2 separate regions of the Danio rerio genome follow, and region 2 is linked to region 1. A link is a contact called in public HiChIP or PLAC-seq data. All regions are on one chromosome and are shown on one strand. Each heading gives the region's core, a stretch centred on a gene start, on an enhancer-like site or on the middle of the called end of the contact. The rest is flanking DNA. Distances are from core to core; before and after follow the strand shown.

Region 1 (3,974 bases), core at 805-3,304:
AGATGTTCAATAGGATTTAGGTCTGAGCTCTGGCTGGGCCTCTCAAGGACATTTAAAGAGTTGTTATGAAGCCACTCCATTAATATTTTGGCGGTGTTCTTTGGGTCATTGTCCTGCTGGAAGATGAACCGTCGCCCCAGTGTGAGGTCAAGAGGACTCTGAAGCAGGTTATCATTCAGGATGTCTCTGTACATTACTGCATTCATCTTTCCCTCCATCCTCACTAGTCTTCCAGTTCCTGCTGCTGAAAAACATCTGCTGCCACCACCATGCTTCATTGTAGGGATGGTATTAATCTGGTGCCTGGTTTTCTTTAAAAGTCATTCACTCTAAAGAGTTAAATTTTAGTCTCATCAGACCAGGGAGTTTTGTTTAATATGGTCCTTCAGATGCCTTTTGGCAAATTCCAGGTGGGGAGTGACTTCTGTCTGGCCACTCTACTATACAGGCTCGACTGGTGGATTGCTGCACAGATGGTTGTCCTTCTGTAAGGTTCTCCTCTCTCCACAGAAGAACGCTGGAGCTTAGACAGATTGACCATCGGGTTATTGATCACCTTCCTGACTAAGGTCCTTCTCCCCCGATCACTCAGCTTAGATGGCTGGCCAGCTCTAGGAAGAGTCCTGGTGGTTCCAAACATTTTTCACTTACGGATGATGGAGGCCACTGTGCTCATTGGAACTTTCAGAGCAGCAGAAATTTTTCTGTAACCTTCCCCAGCCTTGTGCCTCGAGACAATCCTGTCTCGAAGGTCTACAGACAATTCCTCATGCTTGGTTTGTGCTTTAACATGCACTGTCAACCCTGGGACCTTAGATAAACAGGTGTATGTCTTTTCAAATCATGTCCAATCAACTGAACTTACCACAGTAAAATTAACCTGCTGAAAGATCTCAAGAATGATCAGTGGAAACAGAATCTACCTGAGCTCAATTTAGAGCTTCACAGCAAAGGCTGTAAATATTTATGTACATGTGATTTTTTTTTTTTTTTTTTTAGGTTTTTTTATATTTGATAAATTTGCAACAATCTTTTTTTCCCATATTGTCATTATGGGCTATTGTGTGTAGATGTTTGAGGAAATAAATGAATTTAATCCACTTTCGACAAAAGGCTGTAACATAATCATTTAGAAAAAAGTGAAGATCTATAACACTTACAAAATAAGACCCCCTTGTGTTATAGCTTCATTTTTATAAAATTTAAATAAGAATACCAAACTGTTTTGTAAATCATTACTTATTTATTGAAAGAAATACATAGTTGCAATAGCTAGCCCACTGTAGTCTAACTAAAGCTAATGAAGGTAACTTGTGATTGAGCAGACAAACCACCAATGCTAATGCACTGTGTTTTATAGAGACATGATTTCAGGCCATCCAAAAACATTTACGGTGAAAAACAGTTAAGTATTAAATAGTTAATTCGTTTATATTTCAGCAACTCCTTTCTAACATTTAGATTAAGAACAATGCTCTGAATTACCTTTACAAACAGTCCAAAGTCCTTTTGTGTGTTTGTGCACATGATCTGTACATTTTAAGATAAACTGAACTGAAATCAGCATAAGATGGAGAGATCTTACTTTTTATCAGTTTGACTGTTAAGTTTCAGAGCAGAAGATGCAGGAATACTATAAAAAGAAGCTGTAAAGAAAGATTATTCAACCTTTTACAAGAAACCTATTGTTTCAGTATTTCTTATTTGATCTAGATGTTTCAGAGTGAAACATGTTCAAAGTTGTCATTTTTATTTTTTTTTAAAAAGAAAAAAAAGAAAAGAAGCAACATACACTGTAAAATTGCAGTGTTCCACACCATTCATGTTGGATTAAATATAAAACAATTATGTTGTCACAAAAATCTCAAGAATTGTGCTGCTTTAGCTTATTTAAAATAAGCAGTTGTACAAGCAGCAAAAAAAAATTGAGTAGTTACCTTTCCATCTTTCCAAACAATAAAATAAATGTGACAAATGTGAAACAATCAGCTTGTTTTTTCTTACCATATATTTATGCTTAGTCCTCACCACAAGAAAACACTGGTGCAGATATGATGTCTGGCTTTACAGACTAAAATATTTTATGCAGGACACAGCCAAAAAGGGATACGCCCAAGCTACACTTTCATTTTCACCTATTCCCTAAATTCACAGTGTCATGGAATTCAGGGATACAATACGTTTTTCATTGTTACATGTACAAAATACATAGCCAGGGTTTTAGAAATAGTATATAAGCTTTTCTTTTAGGGCATTGATCTCAAGCAGCTCATCAACATGATATATTTTATAACACTGAACATCTTTTTGGAACTGAACTTACATTACAGAGCCCTAAACCAGCTTCTTTGTAACAAACTTCTATCACACAGAAGTACCAGTCTTTAAGACTGTTTCTCATGGGATCTATTGTTCAAACACCCTGCTATTCCTAGAAGCATAAGCATAAAAAGGACATTTCAACATTTCAGATGACAACTTGAAAAATGTGTTAACAAATAAGTGAGCATGTACACTATTGTCACTGTGTAGCCTTACTTCTCACTGTTTCTTCCAGTTACAAAAATTAAACAGAAATGCAATTTGAAACATAAAAGGCAGTGGCTGTTTCTCAATATGCGTTCTTCAGCGGTCTTGCGTCCTCGTGTTCTCGTGAAACGTCATCATCAGCTGCCTAAGTTCAGTTCCAATACTCAAGACCGCAAGTACGGAGGACGCATGAAACTTCCCCGATGTGTTCTTGATATCGAGGACGCACTAATGCAGACTTGAGCACCGAACTCGCTCTGGAAGTCCCAGAAGTCATTGCGACTGGAGGTGGGAAGCGCAGCATTTTATCTAGACTTATTATTAAAGTTCATAGATATGAATTATTTACTTCAGGAGTTTCCCTAAATGAAACGGTGAAAGTAAACATTACCATGGACATCTTTATAAAGGAATAAACACATTAAGGGTGTTTGTTTGCTGAAATTCGTATTAAAATCTGTTTTATTTATATTGTGCAACATATATTTATAATGTTTTTATGCAAAGTATATATTTTGAAAAGGGGAAAAACAATAAATCGTTGTATGAAGGCTGTAATGTTTAAATAATTTACCATTTAAAACACGTGAAGGTCATGTGACCATCAGGAAGAACGCAGCATCCCATTTCTCAAAGGACGCGTTCTCTGCCCTCGCGGTCTCCTGAGTTCGTTCTTCTGAGGACACCTGGCAAGACCGCTCTCCACAAGAACACAAGTCCGTTCTCTGCGTTCTTGGAATTGAAAAACAGCCAGTGAGAAACAGGAAAAATCTTCCACAGAGAATATAAAGAGGGCCATTATTGAATATTGTGGTGAACTCAACAGCATTTTAATGGGAATTCCAGCTTCTTGGTAAAACTGCTGACACATGTTTTTAAAACAATGTGACATTTTTTTTAAAACTCTACACACATTTCTCAAAACTGCACACACACAAAATGCAAAATGCCTCACATCTCCTTCAAAATGTAACAGTGCATTTATATTGCCACAAAATGCAGGATGCATCCTTGCCAGGATGCCAGGAACTTCACAGTGGTGGTGGGTATCAGGACTTTATCGCCAGGCTGGAGCTGTCAGGGTTGTGCGGGCCGGTCGTATATCCTCTGTTGGGCGCGCTGGGAGGTCGCTAGGTGTTCTCGGACCAGAGGCATAACATGGTCTATTCGCTCTCGCACGTCCCGCACGTGCTCTATGATGCTGCGATGTGGAGCTGGTTCCTGCTCCCATGTCTCTCTGGCTACATCCAGCAATCCACAGGGCTGGCACCCAAACAATAATTCAAATGGAGTGAAGCCTGTGGATGCTTGAGGTACCTCCCTTATTCCGAAGAGCATGTATGGGAGCATGAGGTCCCAGTCACGCCCATCCTCTACGACTACTCGGCACAACATCTATTTAAGGGTCTGGTTAAACTGCTCCACCAGACCGTCTGTCTGGGTAT
Region 2 (3,974 bases), core at 1,084-3,583, 170 kb before region 1:
AACTTTAACAGATTGCTTTTTTTTCCTAATCATAAATGATGTCATAAATTTGTATTTTAAAAATTACTCTTGTTTTAATTTGTTTTATTGCAACTTTTTTGTAAATCTTTTTAGTACATCAGAAAGTGGTTATGATGACACCTGACTTGCTAAAAAATAAATAAATAAAAAAATCACTAAAATGCAGTATTTAAATCTTATAGTTAACTAGAAACTGAGGCGTATAACTGCAAATAGGTCCACTTTTTGAGAAAAAAAAAGAACCACCCCTTTCACCATGCTGGCTACAGGCCTGACAGTAACGTATTGCGTAACGCAGTAGTGTAGGGCATTATTTGTCAGATATGGCAACCAAAATCTGACATCTGATAGACATTATAGTGGTAACATTCACACAACGTTGAACTCTAACATCATTAGACATTTATAATTGGTTGATTTTAGGTTGGACAGTTTCTAATACCCATAGACAAGCAAAAATAAAGTAGTGACTGCAAGTTGAAGGAAAGTAGTAGAGTAAAAGTACCCAATACTGCATTAAAATGTACTTGAGGGAAAGTAAAAGAACACATTTTTAAACCTACTTAGTAAATTATAATTCCTGAGAAAACTACTTATTTTAGTATTTTGAGTATTTGTAAATTGTTACTTTACACCACTGGCTACCATGAAGTGATGCTGATTAGATATTTGCTGTATACAACTGAAGAGGTGTTCCTTATAAAGCAGCCATGTGGTGTAATTTTCATTTAGTCCAAGATAAGTGCCAAGTCTTTAATCAAAGTCCTTGTTCGTACTGCTTTTAAGTTTGTTGATCTCCCAATACACTCAAAATACATTTTCGTTTCAATTCTAAATTTAGGAAAAAAAGGTTTACACTTACAAAACTTGCTCTAGTGAACGTGAAATTTGCCCAACAATAAGGTTTATGAAATAAGTATTATTTTCCTTTTCACATTTATGGAAACCAAAGATAACATTCTTCATGTAAATTCAAATCTGCATTCACATTATCTTTTATAAAATCAAGAACATCACACCAAAATGTCATTCAATGAGGGCAAATCCAAAATAAATAAACAAAAGTTTCAGCATTTACTAAGCAAAAAGAACAGTTGGTGTTAATATCATTCTTAAGCCTTTTAAGATTACACTTGAATGAGCGTGTCTAGATGTTTCCCAGAGATAGGTTGTGGCCAATAGTATCTGGATGCAGCCTTTATGATGCAAGCTAAGATTGCATCACTCAGCGATGCAATGTCAGACATAATGCACTCAAATGGAGTGAGTGACGCACTGTGAGGGGTAGGGTTATGGGTGGGGTTAGGTGAACCCATTAAAAAGCACTGGACGCAGCTCAGGTTGCACTGCACCAGGTCTGCATCCAGACCTCTCTCCTTGTGGCTGGAAGGGCGATCCCAGATTAATAAAGGGACTAAGCCGAAAAGAAAATGAACGAATGAATGAATAGCATCTATGAATCAGTTTAAAGGGGACTCTCTTATTTTGTTTGCTATAAAAAATGTGTGGGGTAAAGTGACCAATTTTTATCCAGGAAATATCATTCACAAAACCATTCTAATTTGATATTACATAAATCACAGTAACAGAATCTTCCTGAAACAATTGCATTTATAAAGGGTTGAATATAAATTCTCTACCACACCAATAAACCCTACCACAACATGATGGATCATGAACTTATGTCAGCTGCTATTAAAGTCATTTATGGACAGTTTTTTACGTATTTAACATGTTTGGACTGTCGTATTATACTTTTCCGCATTAACAAAGTGTTTAGTTTAGTTTAGTTTAGTTTAGTTTAAGCTGTTAGGACAGAAAAGTGCATCAACAATGAAAAAGCGGCTGTTAATGCACTTTGGCCAGCAGGTGTCAGCATTGTTTGTCTCTTCACAGATCCAAGACCAAGGAAAGGAAACTGAAGTTTGATGCCTTTAGCCAGACAAGCATAAATAAGGGGATTTAATGTTGATCTGTGCACCTTATGAGTAGATAAAAAAAGAAAATTCACAAAAATTTTCATTATATCCCACATATGAATATAGAACTATTATTCATCTTTTATATTTCGTAAAATTACTTTGATACATGTTTTGCACAATAACTTTTTATTTTAAAAAGGTTATACTTATTAAAAGTGACCACCAAGTCGCATTTAAATGCAAAAATATTTCCCTTAGTGCCCGTGTGGTTTATTCGAACTATCGCGAGATTTGAGCGGACGCTATTCACCAAAGATACGCCACGGCCGTCGCCCTCAAGGTTGCCAAGGGAGACTACGCAAGAAATGTAACGTACGCCTGTGGGCTGGACCGTGAGTTGGAGAAAGGGAATGTCGATCGGTGAGAGATCGGTTACAGAGGCGGCCGGGAGCGTCAACAGAATGGGTGAGTATTTATTCCCTTTCTCTTTAATAAACAGGCAGTTTGTCCAACTCTTCTGTAAGTAGATTTATTGTCAGATATGTGCAGCGTCTTTTACGGGCGCGTGTTTAGTTGCGCGCGGAAGATGCGTTTCCTGAGCGTGTGTTAACCAACAGACAAATAGATCGACTCGAGCGGTCGGTTTCTGTGTGGTTTAGTGTTTATGCTGTTTACGTGACGATTAAGGTTAGGTTTTGTCATGTAAAATTTTAATTGTACGTTTTTACTAACAGCAATGTAGTGTGGGTGGTGTAACGATAACATCAGACAGTGCTGTGCTGTGGTGCATAGTATTCATCTGTCTTGATATTTCCACTGTGTTTCAAAGAAAGCAACGTTGTACAAAACATAACCATAAAATATTGTTCAGAAATTCATGGAATACTATAATACGCTAAAGACTGTGTGTTTAAGCAATGAATGTAGTTTTCTGGCCAGACATTTGCAGCTCTTGGAGAAGCACCTCCATGTGTTTGTCACTCTCAGCTTAGAAATATTCATATGTGAGTTATGCAGTAAGTCAGAGATGTCAGTTTTGCTTCTCCTGGAGGCTTTTGTTCAGTTTCAAACACATCACACTGAAACCACAACACTCAGACACATAAACTAGATAATCAAAGTCTTCAGGATCACTACAAACTTTCTGACGTGTGTTGAGCTAAACACCCGAAAGTGAGATTGCATCCACTTGTTGTAGAACTGAACACTGGATCCATGGAATGATAGATTGATTGAGAGGGGGTGGATGATGGAAGCATTAATCGAAGGATGGAAAAGGTTTTTGGATTGACATGGATGGATGTATTGATGGGTGAAGTGAGTGGATCTGTAATCATTAGGAGTGTAGGTACAGCTCTTTCAGCTCAGTGTGCATGTTGTTTTAACCTCTGAATTTGTAGAACATAATTCTAAAGTTCTATACATATGTTCATTTTAACAAATCAACATTGATTCTTAAATCATGGAGTCAATATTTTTGTCTATGCAGTTTCAGTTCTCATGTAAACTTTTTCAGATATAGATATAATAAGCACAGCTCTGGTTCAAAAATGCAACAAGCTTTGTGTGTGTCTGTGTGTTTTTAACACCACATCATAGTTCAAATTCCAAGTGCATTTTATCTAGAATCCAAACAAAACTATGTGGTTTTGACTCTCTTTAATGTGGCATGACAGATCCATGGACAGCGTGAGTAAATGTCATCATTCTTTTCTCTTTACAATTAGTTATATTAAAAATAAGCAAACATGGTGCAAAGAAATCTTTCAGATTGGGAGCTAGTGGCCAGGATGCACAAGAAAAGAAACCAAAAAGTAATTTTGGTGAAATCCTTACATCCCTTTAAATTGACATACTCTTCACCACTGATATACGGCTCTCATTTTCGCATATGTTGTTATTCTGACCTGAAGTGACAAGCGCGTTGGCGTGGATTCCTTGATCATTTACAATTGGCTTTGCGCTCTCAGTCCCAGCCCACCATCAAGCATTTTTTCTTAGAGGATGACAAATGGAAAAACCATTGCAGCC

Evidence for each region. HiChIP or PLAC-seq counts read pairs in DNA pulled down with a chosen protein or histone mark.
Region 2: a contact with region 1 is called in an H3K4me3 HiChIP or PLAC-seq map of embryo, with 3 times the contacts expected there. The contact joins the promoter of septin7a here to the promoter of si:ch73-171o20.1 in region 1. A contact is called at or near these places in 2 of 18 Hi-C or Micro-C datasets (caudal fin and an unstated tissue) and 2 of 4 datasets of contacts at active chromatin or transcription factors (caudal fin and embryo).

What each region holds. Positions count from the first base shown.
Region 1 is chr19:12,354,887-12,358,860 of GRCz12tu, reverse strand. si:ch73-171o20.1 reads right to left here and starts at 2,054. Exons shown (of 9, transcript XM_073931544.1): 1 at 2,005-2,054. The coding sequence starts at 2,007. The region is part of intron 2 of irgf3 (immunity-related GTPase family, f3); the gene reads left to right.
Region 2 is chr19:12,525,015-12,528,988 of GRCz12tu, reverse strand. septin7a (septin 7a) reads left to right here and starts at 2,333. Exons shown (of 15, transcript NM_201161.1): 1 at 2,333-2,408. The coding sequence starts at 2,354. It also overlaps a transcript of hsbp1l1 not described here.